2 separate regions of the Mus musculus genome follow, and region 2 is linked to region 1. The links are chromatin contacts, called in public Hi-C maps. All regions are on one chromosome and are shown on one strand. Each heading gives the region's core, a stretch centred on a gene start, on an enhancer-like site or on the middle of the called end of the contact. The rest is flanking DNA. Distances are from core to core; before and after follow the strand shown. Region 1 holds the start of Zdhhc16 (zinc finger, DHHC domain containing 16). Region 2 holds the start of Mfsd13a (major facilitator superfamily domain containing 13a).

Region 1 (4,481 bases), core at 724-3,223:
TAATAAATAAATCTTAGAAAAAAAAAAAAAAAAAGAAAGATTGAGGCACACGCCTTTAATATCAGCATTCAGAGGCAGAGGCCAGCCTGGTCTACAGAGTGAGTTTCCAGGACAATCAGTTCTATCTAAAACATAGTGTGTTATCCCACCTAAAAAAAAATAAATAAAGATCCTCAAAACTGGGCATGTGTGTACATCTGGAGACAAGCGGATTAGATAAAAATGATCCTTGGCTTCACAGCCAGTCTGAGACCAGCATGAGATACACGAGAATGTATCTTTATAAAGAATCCGACTGTCAATCACCTTCTCCATCCTTGAGTTCTGTGTGAAATGCCTACTTTAAGGCTCGATTGACCAATTCTCATCTATGTATACCCTATTTAGGGTTCAAATCTTTCCATAAGTAGTCCTGGAACCTTCTTCTCTAAACCTTAAATTCTTATACATACAAATGTATGCGTGTACATACATACATACATATACACACATATGCCCAAGGTTTAAATCAAATGCTTATAAACATCTTAATACCTGGCTTGTAGAAGTATTCAATAAATACTTGTTGAATGAATGACCTGGAGAGATGCAGAACAGGAAAGGCTGGCAGCTGTACAGGAGCCAGCAAAGACACTCTCACCAATGTGATAACACCCAAGTATTTGCTGCGCTCATCCTTTCTGATTAACAAAGAAATAAAACCAGTATTAGAATCATAGCTCTAGAGATCAATAACCTAGAGGACAAATCAAACCGGAAATCAAACCCGTAAAATGGAAAGCTTGTGGTGCCTATCAACTCTGAGTGAACAGAGTGAGACCAGGACCCTCTCCCCTCAGCCTAATGGGATATCAGGATAATGACGAGGCTAGAAAAAGACGTATTAAATGGGCCACAAGTGAAAAAGTTTTCCCTCAGGAAACAGAGAAAAAGCAAAGTCGTATTTACATCTAAATGTGGCGGGAAGGCACGAATGACCTGAATGCACGGAGGAGGAATAAAGCCAGCATAATTTCTCCACACTCCAAGTACTGCCACCTCTCAGTAGGACCCACAGGCCACAGTGGCCATCTGCCACCAGATTAGAGATTAGCAGGCAAGAGCACTCCCCTAAATCACCATCTGTATCTCAAAGAAGCCTGGCTGACAGGGAGGGAAGGGGAGAGAGCAATAAACTCCAGAGCCAATAGATGAAAGTGAGATCAAAGTCATGGCAAATTTCATCCGGAAAAAGCTGCTGCTCCCGGAACCTTTGCCACCTCAAGCTGATGTCAGATATCAATAAAGCACAATATTCTATTAATGAAGGCTTCTTTCCCGGCTAACATGCTAAAAGGGAAAAAAAAGCAAAAGGAATGCTATGCTAACGTCAAGCTGCTCATTCATAGTTAAGGAGCTCACACTCTATAGAGTATCTGCCTGCAAGAGAAGAAACTGTCGTTCTACAAAACTAGAAAAAGGTTGTGTCTCCAGGTGCAGCAGGGTCCATCTATGATGGGCTCAGGTCCAAAAAAAAAAAAAAAATCGGCTTAAGCTTGGGCTGTCTCGAACCAACTTCGACACTTTGTTGTACAAAGCAAACCTGGATCTGAGTCTTCAAACTCATGAAATGGGCGAGTTGGGGCTGAAAATGCGTTCGGACCTAGGAGGACGCATCCACGCAGGGCAGGTCGTAGAGAGATCAGGAACTTAACTTAAAGGCCTGGACACCGGGACTCGGATGGGAAGCAAGAACCGCGCCTTTACTCTTACCTGCCTCCTGCCAGCTTCTCAATCAGCCAGATTAGGCCCAGTCTCCCTGTCCGCCACCCACTGCCTCCCCTTCCAGCTCAGGACCCAGGCCGGGCCGAGCTAAGGCTGACCCACCATGGCCCTCAGCCCACAGCGCTAGCCAGCGGACCGGGACCCGCCGCCCGCCCATCACCACCCAGCTGCGCAGGCGCGAGGCCCGGAGCCCGCAAAGGCACGCCCAGAGATCTGTCCCGGGGCAGCCTGGGAAATGGAGTCAGACCTCGCTCTTACACCCCGTGCGGTCGAAGGCGCCAATTGGTACTCGTGTAACTGCGAGGCCGCTCCTCTAGCTGACCAATGAGAAGTCGTCTTGGTTCTCATCCGGGTTGTGGATGGTGGCAAGCATGGCACCACCGGTGAGGTACTGCATCCCCGGTAAGTGAGCGGTCTCCGCACGCAGTTCCAGGCTGTGTGGCAACCAGCTTCTGGGAGCCCGTGGCTGAGGCAGCTTGTCTTCTGCAGGCGAACGTCTGTGTAACTTGGAGGAAGGCAGCCCCGGCAGCGGCACCTACACCCGGCATGGCTACATCTTTTCGTCGCTGGCTGGCTGCCTGATGAAGACCAGCGAGAATGGCGCGGTAAAGGAAGCGGCTACCCAGCGCGCGTTCCCTCTCCGGGTGCCGTTGAGTTCCGGTCCTTGGGCACAGGCAGAGCGGGCGGACGCGTCTTTGGTGGCTCAGCCGCAGAACGCTTTGGTCTCCCGGCTGTGATCTCTGCGCTGTGCTGAAGCACACCGGCCGCACACCCGTTAGGTTAATCTGACTTAAGTTCTGTGGATGCACACAGAAGGAAGTGGAGGGAAAAGCACGCAAATGTAAGAGTAGCCCAGCCAGCCGAGAGCTTCCTCACGTGGTACATCTCGACTACCCCTCCGCTTTCATGTGTCCCACGTCACTGACATCAATGTAGTAATGCTGGCGATTTCCAGTGTCTTAGTGCACTAAGCTCGCTCTTGTCGCGAAGCCTGTGCAATTCACGTGTCGTCTATCTGGAACACACTCCTGCTCAACCCCTTTATTTAATCGGTTTTTTTAGTTGTTTTTTTTTTTTCCCAGAGAAGCCCTTCTGGACCTTCTGACTAAAAAAAAGTGGGTTTGGTGGCAGAAGGATCGATATGCCCAAGAATCTCCCTCCAGGGCACTTATTTAAATGTTACTCTTGATCACTAGATTCTTGCCCAACTAGACATTTAAGTGGAGCCACGATTGGTGGTACACCAGCGTATCCCCAGCTTCTAACAGGCACAGATAAAAGCAATCGTTGATACATGTAAGACGATAAAAAATAAATAAAAACTAAAACCTTAGACTTGTGGCTCATCAGTACAGAGCTTACGTAGTATGCTGACCCTGGGACCACAGATCCAATCTCCCGAAAAAATAAAAACTCTTTAGGAACTGGCTAGACCTAAACATCTCTCTTTGTGTTGAGCTTATTTGTAAAAACAGATTCCAGTCTGTTGGTTCTGGAGATAAAGTCAGCCTCAGCCTGTGTGTTTAGTCACTGCATCGATGTCTCTTGAGCACTTTCAATGTGACCTGCTCAGGGCTGCCCTTATTTGCTACTGGGGATAGAGTCACGAGCCCAATACACAGCTTTTCTTACTGAGGAGGCGGACAGAAATCATGAGCAAATGTACAAAAGAATTGTGCGGTACAATAAGAACATGTAACAGGCTCTGTGCATTCTAGACAGTGACAGGATTTAGTCATCTGAATATAAGTAGAGGTGGAGGAGAGCAAAGAATGTGATCCTCCTGTAGAGAATGGGTTAGACGGACACTGACATGGGAGGGACTTAGTAAGGTGAGGAAACCGCACCAAGCAAGAGAGGTAAGATGGTACTTGCCAGCTGCCATTGGACTAAAACAAGAGTTGCCATTCTGTAGCATTTAATTGCAAGATCTGACTTATGAAGTGTAAAAAAAAAAAAAAAAAGTATAGCTTGGAAGAGTCAGGATATTCATAATTATAAGCAAAAGGATTTGTACCAGGAAATTCCAAGAGAATCTTCAGTAATTTACAACTAATCAGAAAGGCTATATTAAACCTGGCCACCTAATTCTAATGGCTTCTGATCCTCTATTTCCTAAAATGACTGATGTCCTCTGCTATAGGCTAAAAACTAATCTACAGGCTGCTTTCTCAAACCAAGGCTTACTTAGCCACTACACTGACCTTTCTATTTTCTCCACAGGTTCCCGTGGTGTCAGTGATGAGAGAAACAGAGTCCCAGTTGCTTCCAGATGTGGGAGCTGTCGTCACCTGTAAGGTGAGCGGGTCCTAGTCACTGTGCTATAGCTGCCATGGTCGGCTGCTGAATTCAGTAGTCGCCTGGCTATATAGGGCTGTTGAAGTTTATTTGGATGTGTTGACTCAGGCCTTTAATCCCAGTACTTAGAAGGCAGAGGCAGGTAGATACGTGAGGCCAGCCTGGTCTACTGAGTGGTTTCAGAACAGCCAGGGCTTCCTAGAGAAACCCTGTCTCAAAAGAAAAGAAAAATGAAAATTTTATTTTTAGCCAGGCTACAATATAGATACGATTCATCCTATCTGTGGTCTCAGTATCTGGAAGCTGAACAGAGTTATTGGACAGTAGTTCAAGACCAGAATAGGCTACAGAGTGAGACCCTGTACCCCACAGTCCCAACGCTCTTCACATTTTAAGTAATCAGTAGCAAATCGTGGTTA
Region 2 (5,116 bases), core at 1,744-4,243, 4.4 Mb before region 1:
GGCAGAGGCAGGCAGATTTCTGAGTTCGAGGCCAGCCTGGTCTACAGAGTGAGTTCCAGGACAGCCAGGGTTATACAGAGAAACCCCCGTCTCAGAAACCTAAATAAATAAATAAATAAATAAATAAAATTTTAAAATTATTTTTTTTAAGATTAGAAGGCAAGGACCAACACCTGAGGTTGTCCTCTTCCCTCTAGCCACTCACTATAGCTTATGCATGGATATCCTTAAATGCAAACATGTATGTACACACACATGATATAAATACACCAAAAATATACATTTAAAAAAAATCAGTTAGGGACTCCTCTGACTAATCTATAAGTCTTTGTTGTAGACAAGGGCTGGCTGGCTTCAAACTTGCGGCAATCCTCCTGCCTCTCCGGTGCTGGAATTACAGGTGTATGCCACCACATTGCAATATTCACCATGGATGCCTCTCAGACCTTCCTATGTGTCACCCTCCCAATTCTGTTTTAAATGCCACCTCCACACTTCCATTCACGCGCTGCCTTCCAACCCGAAGTCTGGCTGTGACTGTGTGCTGGCTCTGAGACCTTCAGGACAGGCCTGGCTTCCACATCCACGGCTGTGAACCCTTCACAGTGCATTTCCTATTCCCATCTACAGTCTATAGACGCAAGCAAAGCCCGGAGATCAGGTAAATAACTGGCCCACAGTCGCAAGCTATGAGGTGCTGGAACCAAGAAGTTCTTTTTTTTTTAAACAAATGTTCCCAACAGGTAGTAGCCTATGAAAAACCTCATGGGAATTTTTCTTTATGGTCATGTCCACAGCAAATGAGAAACTGCACTCTAAAAGCCTTGGTAATGACCATTAACCAAGACGTTCTAAACAGGTTCTGGCTACAAACCTTGGCACCTCTCATTTCACCATGCACCCACTTCCACAATCTTTTTGCTTTGAGACAGGGTCTCTCTGTGCAGTCCTAGCTGTCCTGGAACTCACTCTGTAGACCAGGCTGGCCTCAAACTCAGAAATCCGCCTGCCTCTGCCTCCCAAGTGCTGGGATCAAAGGCGTGCGCCACCACTGCCCGGCTCCACTTCCACAATCTTATGAAATCTTGCTCCCTCAAAGCCCTCGCCAGGGTCCTCATACCCCCCAGGTTCGCCCAATCAGGTATTGTCTACCTTTTCCAGTCCCCCTGCATCCTGGGAATGAGTGCTTTCTCTATTTCCCTCCAGCTCAAGAGCCCAAGAACAAGGCTAGGCCACTCCTCCTGCAGATCCCTCCCCCAAGCCTCTGCTCAACACCTGCTGAGTCCATTGTCCCCCAAGGCCAATGTGGGTGTCCTCTGCCTTACAAAGGGCAGTCACAGGAAAACAAACACCCACAGCCCACTCTAGGTGCTCTGATTGGCTGTGGGGTTTGGAGAAGCAGTAGCAACCTCGAACCCTATAGCAAACCTGTGCATTGAGGCTGCAGATGTACGAGGGCAGTGTTGGTAAAAGCCAGCAGTAAGTTACAACCCTTTCACCCAGGACACAGTACCAAGCTAAGAAAACAAGGGCAGAATGTGACCCAGGTAGTAGTAAAAGGGGCCAGACTAAAAAGGGAGTTTGTAAGCCTCCACCAAGCTTCTATCAAGATGGAAGACACCCGCTGAGGGTAGGAGACACAAAAGCATTTCTCTCTTGAGGAGCCCTTCGGAGATACTTCAAGATCCTTCTCCTAGCAGTCCACTCTCCAAGGTTTCTGGGAGATTAACAACAGGAAAGATTGGCCAACCGCAGCAACCTCTGGTGACAGAGTACAATTGAGGGAGGAAACCAAGGAGTAACCGGCTGGGCCCGGAAGGAAGACTATCAGGAGGAGGAGGGTAGGCGGTTCCCACTCCCTTCAGGAGGGAGCCTGTAGAGACCACAGAGGGGAAAAACTACTAAGTAATACTGTATGTATCAGCAGTGCTTGGGTCAAGGATGAACGCTATCCTCACGTAGCCACAAAACTTGTTCCCACGTCTGTGGAAAAAGCAAATCTGTTTGCTGCCTGTCCTGCCAGTATCGAATGAGCAGGTGGAATTTCAAGTCATAATAACAAAGCAAATACTAGGCGTGTCATTTTCTCAGCAAGCTGCTGACTGGATTGTTAGCTGTTTCACTCCCTGGTCAGTCTCCGCAGAATGAAGGAGCCCGCAGGAGAGTTGTTGAAGGAGCCCGACTCTCTCCCGCGAGTTAACAGGTTCACCCTCCTCGGATGGAAAATGGAGTTTTCACCCATTGCCAGAGGGACTTTCTCGGTCCTTCACAGGATTTTATGGTGGCACGAAAGTGTCAGAGCCGACTCACCTCAGAATCGCTGGCCACTTCTAAGTCTCTGAGGAATTAACTGGGAATCAACCCAGGAGCTTTCTACTCAGAAACACGTGTAGTGGTTTTCATTTCGTTTGCACATTACCTGAAGAGCTAGCTATTCTAGAACACCTAGGCTCGGACCTCGCTCAGACCTCTAAAATTGGGATCTCTGGAGGTGATGCCCAGCATCTTTTAAACTATCCAGTGGTTCTACTCTGCTACCAGGTTTAAGGGCCACTAGGTCAATGAGTGAATCCCGGCCTGAACCATTGCATCCATGAACTCAGATTCCTCAAGGAGCAACCTGGACGGTGCATCCCCTTTTCTTACCCCAACAGAGACCTTCAGCGGGGATTCTACACTTGCCCCTTGGTCCCAATTCCTCCTGACCCCAGAATTTTCCAATCCATAATCTGGCACCTTAAGGAACCGCGCAAAGTGTCCCAATGACTCAAACAGCGCAACGCATTCCCGCCCCACCCTCGGGCTGGTCCTTTGTATCAGATCAGCCCCGGGGTCCGGCCCGCTCCTCCGGGACCGGAGAGGTCCTGGGCCGTGGGCCAGCAGCTCACCGCAATCCTGGCAGACGATGCCTAATTCCGCGGCAGCGGGGGAGCCAGGTGCCAGCCAGTGCGCCTGCGCGCTAGCAGCCTTGGGCTTCCCCAGTCTCTCCCTCCGCCCCTTCCCAGCTATTGGCTCCGCACGGCTCTCCCGATAGCAGCTCGGGCAGGTGACCGCGCCTGAGGCTGTCGCTGCCATGTTTGTAATGGGCTATTTCCCTTAGGGACCCAAAAGAAAACGGGCATCAGGCAACAGGGGCAGGTTGCCTGGATTCCTGAAGTACTTATCTCCTCTCTCTTACCTCCACGAAAACTGTCATTTCAGCTCAAAGCAAGTTCCTCTTGGGGACTCTCCCTTCTCTTCCCCGATCCTAATTTCAGAAGATGAGAATTTAGCAGAGACTACCTACGGCTGGATTGTGAGCCTGCGAGTGCAAAGTCCAGCTTGAGCTGTGGGCATGAGGAATCAAAGGAATGGAGAGCCAGGGCAGGAGATGGTAGACACAGGCACTTGGCCATTAACCCACAACCCATGCTGCCCGACTTCTTTGTAGTGGTAGTAATAAGAATTAGAAGACGAAGCCGGGCGTGGTGGCGCATGCCTTTAATCCTAGCACTTGGGAGGCAGAGGCAGGCGGATTTCTGAGTTGGAGGCCATCTTGTCTACAGAGTGAGTTCCAGGACAGCCAGGGCTACACAAAGAAACCCTGTCTCGAAAAACCTAAAAAAAAAAAAAAAAAAAAAAAAAAAAACAAGAATTAGAAGAGGAAGTAATGCCTGATTGTGCCTTTCTGAAATTCCTGTTGTTGTTGTTGTTGTTGTTGTTGTTGTTGTTGTTGTTGTGGTGGTGGTGGTGGTGTTGTTTTACGAGACAGGGTTTCTCCATGTGGCTCTAGCTCTTCTGGAACTCACTATGTAGACCAGGCTGGCCTCGAACTCCCAAAGATCTGATAATTTCCACCTTCTGAGTGCCGAGGTTAAAGGCATAGTCTGTAATTCTTGCTACATAGAAGGCTAGCCTGTGCTGAATACAGAGTGAATTAAGGGCAATCCGGGCACTTTAAACCCTATCTCAAACTAAAAACAAAAACAGGGCTGGCGATACACACACATAAAAGAACTGCTCAGCCACCTACTATTATGTACTTTGCAGGATAGGTGCACCGTTCCAAATGCCTCTTCCTCAAATTATACATGGGAAGTAGATGCTATTATTTCCACTTACAGATGAAAATAACCACTGGGTGCTGGTGGCGGCTGCACATACCTTTAGTCTTGGCACTGGGAAGGCAGAGACAGGTGAATTTCTGCTTTCAAGGCCAGCCTGATCTACAAAGCAAGTCCCAGGAAAGGTAGGGCATACAGAGAAATCCCATCTCAAAAACCAACCAACCAAACAACCAACCAAGCAAAAACCCTGAAGTTCAGAGAAACAGTCAATGAATTGTTTCTGTTTTTCGAGACAGTGTTTCTCTCTTTAACAGCACTAGCTGCCCTAGAACTCATTTTCTAGTCCAGATTGGTCTTGAACTCACAGAGATCTTCATGCCTCTGCCTCCTAAGGGCTGGGATTAAAGATGTGCACCACCGTGCCCAGCCTTCAACAAATTTCATACAACCAGATGCCCAACCAGGTTAGACCAGACTTCTCTGGAGTCTCAGAGGAGTCCTTCCTCTTCCACACTTACTAGACCTTTAAAATCAAGTCTGTATGGCTCAGTCCAGTTTCTAAGCAATCAAATAGGACCCGCTGCTATCTGTTTGGTTTCCCTACTGTGTTGGTTTGTATATGCTCGGCCCAGGGAGTGGCACTATTAGAAGGTGTGGCCCTGTTGGAGCAGGTGTGTCACTATGGATGTGGGCTGTAAGACCCTCTTCCTAGCTGCCTGGAAGTCAATATTCTGCTAGCAGCCTTCAGATGAAGGTGAAGAACTCTCAGCTCCTCCTGCACCATGCCTGCCTGGTGATAATGGAATGAACTTCTGAACCTGTAACCCAGCCCCAATTAAATGATGTCCTTTTAAGAGTTGCCTTGGTCATGGTATCTGTTCACAGCAGTAAAACCCTAAAACACCTACCCTGAGATATAAGGCAAGGAGTGCCTCTTTTGACTTTTCTGCCAAGGGACCTTCTTTTTGTTGAAACTGCTCCATTGCTTATGGGGATTTTGTAGGCATACAGGGAGAACTAGAGCTGAACATGACGAAGCCCATCTGTAGTCCAGGCACTTGGGAGCTGAA

The links. A called contact is a pair of places that touch in the nucleus more often than the background predicts.
Region 2: a Hi-C map of B cells shows a contact between it and region 1, with 6 read pairs. The contact joins the promoter of Mfsd13a here to the promoter of Zdhhc16 in region 1. A contact is called at or near these places in 1 of 39 promoter capture datasets (cranial neural crest) and 1 of 484 Hi-C or Micro-C datasets (B cells).

Annotation. Positions count from the first base shown.
Region 1 is chr19:41,930,937-41,935,417 of GRCm38.p6, reverse strand. It overlaps Zdhhc16 (zinc finger, DHHC domain containing 16), which reads right to left and starts at 1,973. Exons shown (of 11, transcript NM_023740.3): 1 at 1,753-1,973; 2 at 535-680. It overlaps Exosc1 (exosome component 1), which reads left to right and starts at 2,104. Exons shown (of 8, transcript NM_025644.4): 1 at 2,104-2,166; 2 at 2,254-2,369; 3 at 3,988-4,062. The coding sequence starts at 2,136.
Region 2 is chr19:46,354,757-46,359,872 of GRCm38.p6, reverse strand. It overlaps Mfsd13a (major facilitator superfamily domain containing 13a), which reads right to left and starts at 2,993. Exons shown (of 9, transcript NM_029186.2): 1 at 2,889-2,993. It also overlaps the pseudogene Gm24610.